Linked DNA regions of Mus musculus: region 2 is linked to region 1. A link is a contact called in public promoter capture Hi-C data. All regions are on one chromosome and are shown on one strand. Each heading gives the region's core, a stretch centred on a gene start, on an enhancer-like site or on the middle of the called end of the contact. The rest is flanking DNA. Distances are from core to core; before and after follow the strand shown.

Region 1 (3,973 bases), core at 929-3,428:
ATCCAGGTCCTTGGCCACCCTATTTGAATCCTAAGCGCTTACTGCGGTGGCTCCACTCACTGGCGTTTTATGTTTTATGTGACTTATGTTAGATGGCTGGCTTTTATGTTGCTCAACATCTCCTTCTTTCCCTACCCCGGGATTTTTTTCTCTTAAATATTTCGAACTCTTAGTGCATGCCTAGCTCATCGTAGGAGGACCTACTGAACGTATTTTAGTGAATGCTTGTTGGAGGGTAGGGACAGATGTGGCCCGCATCGGCTTCTGTTCTGGAGCCTCAGTCTGCCAGAGTCTTTGTTGGCCTCTGCTTTGCTCTTAGCCTGCACAGGACACCCCTCCCCCCACCCTCACTCCTTGGCTGTGAGTGGGTCCCTCTCTCCCGATTTCATAGCAAACACCAAGAGATCTGGACACCTACCTGCTTTGGACAAACTTACAGGAGAGGTTTGCCTTGCCTCAGAGATGTACTGAATGGGAGCATCAGACAAGTTTTTGTGCTCAGAGCTTTTGCCTAGGAGCATCTGGTCTTTTTTTTTTTTTTTTTTTTTTTTTTTTTTTTTTTACTGTTTTACTGTTTTACAGGCATCAGGTATCCCAAGCGCTTGATCTCGGATTACTGGAGCATGGGAGATAAGACCACCAGAGGGCGCCGGAGCCTAGCCTCTGCCGATCCTGCAGTACAACAGGGCCAGCAAGTTCAGAGTTTAGCATACTGAACGCTCAGGATAGCGCAAAAGCCGGTAGAAATGGATGGCTGCCTTCTCTGAAATGCTACTTTTTAAACACAGGGACCAGGTCGGCGCGGTTCCAGATTTGAAGCTGAGTCCCTAAAGTGTGTCTGACAAATGAATGGATGCAAAGTGCTTAGCGGAATTGTTTAAGATACTCTCATGGCTGGAACATTTTCCTCTTGACCTTCTCCACCCTTCTTTAGTCCCTAGGTGGAGCCCCAGGCCCAAAGGTCCTGGCCACTGCTTCACAAATATGATTCCCAGATTGCCCTGAGACAGAGGCAAGTCTCTGTTGTGCACTCCCTTGGGTGAACATGATAACAGAATCCAAATCGCTAATTGGCTATGTGGGAAAAGTGGTCGAAGCATGGCCAACACTGCCTGTGGCAGTGGAAGGTCCAAAGGACGCTGCCCAAAGCCTCTAGCCCTCCAAGATTCAGTCTGCCCCCTCCCCCGTGTCTCCCCACACCCGGGTTGGGGTTGTTTTGGTTGACCAGAGTGGAACACAACGATCTATTGGCAGGGCTGAACACCAATGGGTCTATTTGTAAAGCGCCAATGACCACTTTCTGAAGCAGGGTTTTAGGGAGCGGGGCCTTAGGGAACTCTTTGGTCCTTTTTAGAACACTGGACTTTCTTCTGGAAAGGCAGGAAACACTGAAGTTTAAGAAGTTGTTTCCAGCTTCCATTAACTGAACACACATTAAAACCAAGCACAGAGAATCAGGACGTTTCGCGGGAGTGAGACCCAGTCATTTCTCCTCCGTTTCCATTCTGCAGGGTGAGAGTTGTAATCACCCACCCACTATTCGTACCATCCACCCACCCCCAGTCGAGAGAATAGGGGTACAGAGGGGAGGTGGCAAAGAAAATTCACGATACTGAGTATCTCTGGGAGACCTGTTTGGTCTCTTTGCTCGGTAGCGCAGCCCTACGTTAGAATGCATCTTCCCGGGAATGACTGTAGTGAGACTTTGGCTGGGAATCCAAGTTATTCTAACTGTAGATTGGTCCACGTTGCCCTAAGCCTAGCAGTCCACTGCGGCACAGACACCCTGGACATGAGGTGGGTCAGCTTAAGTTCCTGGCACGAAAGAAAGGGTACTCTGGCAACTTTTGGATGCGGCGAAACAGACTGTTTCGTCTCTCAGGTTCTTATTTCACGGCTTGTGCCTTTGACAGCCCCTTAGTTTCTCTATCTGCAGGATGGGAGCATTAAGCTCTACGACCCAGCCTCTTTACAATTCAGGTCCAAAGAGCCCGCCCAAGTTGGGGACTGGGAAGATCAAAGGTCTCAGCACCCAGCGGAGCCGCGGACACTGAGGGCGCCAAGAAGGGGGTGGGTAGGTAGGGAACTGGAAGGGCGGCTGCTCCGCAGGGGATGCGCGTCAGAGACCCCAGCCACACTCCAGGCCCGCCCCTTGATGAGCCCCGCCCCGCCCCGCCTGGTTTTCGCCTCTAAAGCGCCCAGCGCTCGCCTCCCGCTGCCGCACTTTCACTCTCGGTCCACCTCGGTGTCCTCTTGCTGTCCAGCTCTGCAGCCTCCGGCGCGCCCTCCCGCCCACGCCATGGACGCCAAGGTCGTCGCCGTGCTGGCCCTGGTGCTGGCCGCGCTCTGCATCAGTGACGGTGAGTGCAATCCGCGGCCGGGCCCGGGAAAGGCTCGCAGCTCTGCGCCGGAGCTCCTTCGGGTCCGCGGTTCCTCTGCCCGCGCCGAAGTCGCGGAGAAAGAACTCGGTCGGCGCCGTTCACTACAAGCGAACTTGGGGCAGTCCACTTTGCAGGGCGCACTCCCACCGGGTGCCCTTTCCCGTGTCCCACGGGTCGCACCGAGGTTTTGTGCTCTGCGAAGTGCGGCCATAGGACCTAGAGAGGGCTGCAGGGGAGGACCCGCAGGATTGTTGGGCAAGAGTGGGTTCGGCGCGGAATGGAAGCGTGGGCGATTGTGTCCGGGGCTTGGGCCCCGGAGCGCGCCAGCTGCACTCAGCTAGTGTCTACCGGCGCCCAGATGTTTCCAGAGGCGAAGGGCAGCGCGGTCCCGGAGTTGACCGTGCAAGAGGTTCACTCGGGTGGTGCGTGTGTCAGCAAACTCTCAAAGACCGGTCAAGTAGCTCGAAGTGCATGGCTTGGCTATAGGTTCAGTGGTGAGGCTGAGTTTCGTCCCCTGCGGGTGTAGCGTGTTCTCTTACAGCACCCTCGAGGGGCTCAGGGCCACCAGCAGCGCAGCGCAGCTCTTGAACTCGCGCTGCCAGCCAGGGCCGCGCTTCTGCACAGTTCGTTGGTCCGTAGCGACGCGGACCTGAGCACGCGTCTCTTCACTGCCCCTTTTTCTTCTTACCCGGGTCACTAGACAAAGGCTCAGCAGTTACCCAAGCTATATGCACACCTCTCCCCAACCCCCAAACACACCTGCAAACGGGCGCTTTTGTAGCCAGCCCCGGAGTCCTCAGCTCTGGAATGAGAGCTGCAGCGGAGTTCAGTCTCCCAGACCCAGGGTGGTGTCTTCTTTCACTGGGAAAGGGCTTTCATTTTGTTTTCTTTTTTTGACACTGAAGAGAAAACTCTCAGCGCTGTTACAAGACACCGTTGCTGCAAAACAAAACAAACCATTGCCTCTGAACACAAAACAAAATCCTACTAGTCGATCCCCTGCCTTCCTCCGCAGTGGTGTTTCCTGGAGAGAACTGAGGGACAGTCGGGGCTCTTGGTGAGACTGAGCTCTAAATGCTGCCCAAGTACACCAACTCGTTCGTTTGGGTTCTTTCCCTGTGACAACGGGGTACGGGAATGGTTGGAGTTGCCTAGTCCGAGGGAAATGTTCTGTAAAAGAATAGTCAGTTGCTGATCGGAGTAGTAAAAAAAAAGAAATGAAAGGCAGTTTCGATTTTTTTTTTTTTTTTTTTTTTTTTTTTTGTTACCGAGAACACCCGGGAGGCTGAGCCTTCCCACTGGTCCCCCAGTGCCCCGTCATGGAGCACATTGATTTGGGCATTAATAATTGAATGAGCTGGTGATGTTGCAAGGGTCACAGCCTCTGGCAAGTTAGGTATGGGGCAAGAATGTAGGACTCAGGTCCTCAAGGTTGGAGTGCAATTATCCAGAGTAAAAGTTGTCTCACCCTCAACATATTCTGACCCTAGGAAGAGTCGGATTGTTGACAGTGTCTGGATCAGACCTGTTCTCTAGGCAGGACCCCATTGTGCTGCCCGAATGAACTTTTTTACCTCCTAGTGCCTGTGTGC
Region 2 (3,973 bases), core at 675-3,174, 110 kb after region 1:
GCCAGGCAGAAGGGCCTCGAGGGCTTGCTGGGGCTGGGAGAGTGCGACGGGAATGGCAGGCATGTGCCAGAGTCCACTCTGAAACCTCCCTCAGACAGGATCTTCACCGGCTATTTTCCCACTGATGTGTATACAAGCTTCGGGTGTCAGACCAGCCAGTAAGCTTGCAATGTGGCTGATGCCAATACCACACCTGCCTCTCACCCGTCTGAGGGTCTCAGGACACCTGAGCCAAGCTTCATGCCTTGTGATGGTGTCTGTGGCTCTATTGGGGTTGGGAGACACATATGCATCTGAGCAGTAAAACTTGTCTCAAGTTCATGTCCTGGTCATTTTCCCTCTCATGACTTCTTCCTGCCATTCTTAGTTAGGCTGCCACCTGATATCCCCGAGTGACTGTTTTCATGTGTGGTCTGCGGCTTTGGCTCCTTCAATACCTTTGTTTAAGCTCAGTGTCACATTGATGAAATCAGCATTTCTCGGAGAGAAATATGCTCTCTCCAGTTTTCATGAGATGCACCGCCTTCTTGCACAAAGCCTGTCACTCACACTGGCGTAGGCCAGTTTCTGTCTGTCAGCAGTCATGGCTACCACTAATCAACCTAAACTTTAAACAGACTTCTCTCCCCATTCGGCCTTTCTTCCGTGAGATAGATACTATGTAGCCAGTACAAGAAATGAGATGCCATTTCCTGCCTAGAGTAGAAAAAATGGTCCCCGAAGAGTGTACATTTGAAAACAGAGCTGTGTGAAAACCTGTTCAGAAGGGTCGTGTTTCCTCAAGTCTCCTCCTAAGCCTCAAACCTGGGTGTCTTGATTTCCAAACTCTGGGGACAGGGTCCTTGTAGCCCCCCTCTAGGCACATTGCAGTGCTGTTTGTGTGGGCAGCTTGTTGTGACACTGGTCTGCGGCTGGTCTTCTGAGATGGCTCAGGGGCCTAATGTCTGATTTCATTTTTCTCAAGGCTGTGAAAGCTTTACCTACTGAGTAAGTCTCCAGATATGGTGGTAAGAAATGGCCACAAACTCAGCAGCTTTTGACAACAGTTCTGGAGGCCAGGAGACTGAGGTCAAGATGTCGGCAGAGCCTGGCTTCCCACTGAGGCTCTGCAGCCTGCTCCTTCCCTCCCCTTTCAGCTTGGTCACCATCCTAACATTTCTGGGCAGCGATGGCATCACTCCAATGTGTGGCTGGATCTTCAGCAGGCTGTTGTGGGTCTAAGGATAGATTTGATAGCATTAGGGGCACCTGGTACCCCGAGGTGAGTTCCTCTCAAAGCCTTTCTCACCTCTTTAGTCATACGGTGGTATTTACAGGCTGCGGGAACCAGACACAGATGTATCTTTGGGTAATTAAAGTGTACCCCACTCAACCCCTGTGATATCAGTGCTGTGGTGTCAGAAACACAACCCATACTTTGACCCTAGAATAGAAAGTCCAGCAGTTAGCCAATGGCCAAGCGGGTGCTGCATCTAGGTGCTAAGTGCAAAGGTGTTCTGTCTTTCTTTGTCGCTCTGATCTCTGTGCTTGCTGGGCCAATGCCAGTCTCTCTCCCTCTCTCTCTCTCTCTCTCTCTCTCTCCCTCCCTCCCTCCCTCCCTCCCTCCCTCCCTCCCTCCCTCCCTCCCTCCCTCCCTCCCTCCCTCTCTCTCTCTCTCTCTCTCTCTCTCTCTCTCTCTCTCTCTCTCTCCTCCCCTAGTGTTGCCATATGATAGTGCAGTGACTGGGACAGCTGTCCTTTCTTAGAATTCTGATCTGCAAAGTGTGCAGGAAGAACTTTCAGGTCTTCAGGGTTTGTAGGTGCACGATACCCAGGCTTCTGGCTCAGGTGTTCTGTTACCTACTGTTAGTGCAAACCCTGGTCTCATGGGTCTCAGCTTTCCACTCTGAATCCAACTCAGTTTATGAAATTCCAGGGAATCAACATATCCTTTGTACTTTCCCCTGATATGGCATGGCAAATGGGTCAAAATATCTGGAACCTTCCACTATGCTGAGGGTAAAAATCTTGGTGCTGACAAAAACGTCCCATGATGTGAGGTGAATTCTTCCTCCTGTTTCCCAATCCTCTGATAAATAAGTATAAAGGCAAATAGACGATCTCAAGAGGGAAAACATCTCTGTGACCAAAGTGTCTGACAGAACATGAAAGAGGAAAGCTTTATTTGTGCCATGGTTCCAGAAGGCTCTGTCTGTGGCTACTTGGTCTCAGGTGCTTGACCAAGAAATCAGGGCAGTAGTGGAGCATGACAGGGGTGATTTTCACCTCAGGGCAGACAGCAAGCAGAGAGAAGGGGACACAGGATGAGGCCAGGGCAGAGCTAGCTCCCAAGCTCACCCCAGTGACCTACTTCCTTTACTTCTACCTTTCAGTAACTCTCAGTGATGTCGTCATGTCATGAGTTCACCGAGGGTTAGTTTATTGCTTAAGTCTGAGCCCTCACAATACCATTGTCTGTAGGCATTCGGGGTCCTTGACATGGTCATGCTGAGGTCAACAGTACACATTCACTCAGGATTGCATCTGTTCCCCATGTTTCTGGGCTTAGATCAAGGGACTGGTCACATGCCCTAATCTGCAGAGCTTTTTCTTTCTGAGTACCAGCTCCATCGGCGCTGTTACCATTCCAATGACACATTGATAGACTACAGGCAAGAGGTGGTCTGCTTCCTTCTGTCTCACACCTCTACCTCTGAGGTCCTCTGGGAGCCTTTGTTCTGAGTCTTCATCCAGACCCACACCAGTCTGCACACACTTATTCTTCGATGCAGCAGGTTCTATGCAGACCACCAGCATCAACTGAAACCAACGTGCTGTCAATAGGCAAAAGCCTTTGGGTATTTTGACTAAATCCAGACAGGATCTGTGGCTTATTTATGAACTCACGTGGCTTTTGACTTCTGCCTTGTTTGCCAAATTGCTGACATGTTCTTAAATTACCCGGTTTGTATTTTTTTCCCTTCTTCTCTGTTGCTTGAGAAGATAAAGCCTCAGGCATGTGGGCTCCCTCTGCTCACAACAGGGGACATTTCACTGGCTACTATCACCCATCCAGAATACATGGATCATCTGAGCTCAGCGTTTAGGCCCCTAGGAGTAAAGACTAGAGTGTGGCGAAGACAAGAGGACGCATCTTTTGTTTAGCACACACACACACACACACACACAAATATGATAGAAAATTTTGTGAGAATTAAAGGAACTCCCTGCAGGTTGACTTTTCGTAGTCTACAGAGATCTAAAGAGCTATCGGTTGCTTTAAGGGTTGACAAGATGGTGAGCATTGGAGATGGGTGGCCTGTAAGTTTGGGGAATGATGAACTTTGTTTCTTAAAAACATTCCAAAAGGTTTTATTTGTGACCTAGTCTCCATAATTCCACCCCTTCTGGAAGATACTACCCATTCCCAAATTTACCACTCCCCGGAGGTTCAGATTGGGCCTGACTAACATATTGTAACTTACCAATTGAAGATGGGGATTGCTCCGCCGTCATTCTAGTCCTACAGTTCTACTCACAGAGAACATCAAAGGGGGTTAGAGAGAGCAGCAACCTCCCACTCTGGATGGTCATTTCCTAAAAGGGAACTCTCACTTGCCTAACCTAAGTCTGTTTAGTTGACACCTGTAAATTAGCTCTGGATGTTAAAAGCATCAGCCTCTGGCCTCTCTGCCTTGGAATATCCACACGGCCCCAGGACATCCATTGCTGGAATGTGCTGGTTCAAAATGGGTCCACAAATTTCAGGAAATTCCTTTCAAATGGTAGATCCCTCCCGATAAATGTGGATAGACTTAGTATCACACTTTAGTCAGATTAAAGAAAGATGGAATAATGGGTTCAACCCTAGACAGAGAGGAACTGCTGTATACTGAATTGCCATGAGCTTACCCCAGACAACACTTAGGGATTATCTTACAGTTCTGAGAGCCAGAAATCTAGGCACCACATGACCGAGTCTCCTACCCAGAGA

What was found. Promoter capture Hi-C pulls out the DNA fragments that hold promoters and counts their contacts.
Region 2: a contact with region 1 is called in a promoter capture Hi-C map of liver, with 2.4 times the contacts expected there. The contact joins the enhancer-like site here to the promoter of Cxcl12 in region 1. A contact is called at or near these places in 9 of 39 promoter capture datasets (the 3T3-L1 cell line, 3T3-L1-derived adipocytes, cranial neural crest and 4 more), 15 of 484 Hi-C or Micro-C datasets (the 3T3-L1 cell line, the C2C12 cell line, adipose-derived mesenchymal stem cells and 6 more), 2 of 115 datasets of contacts at active chromatin or transcription factors (craniofacial prominence and large pre-B cells) and 2 of 9 other capture datasets (adipose tissue and embryonic stem cells).

Annotation. Positions count from the first base shown.
Region 1 is chr6:117,166,357-117,170,329 of GRCm38.p6, forward strand. Cxcl12 (chemokine (C-X-C motif) ligand 12) reads left to right here and starts at 2,179. Exons shown (of 3, transcript NM_021704.3): 1 at 2,179-2,360. The coding sequence starts at 2,300.
Region 2 is chr6:117,274,662-117,278,634 of GRCm38.p6, forward strand. No RefSeq gene overlaps it. Among named protein-coding and RNA genes, the nearest start is that of Cxcl12, 110 kb to the left of the region's middle. Within about 2 kb of position 1,925, at least 4 of the 459 cell types and tissues checked have an H3K27ac peak or open chromatin away from gene starts, as enhancers often do. A contact at or near this core is called in liver, where this site is marked.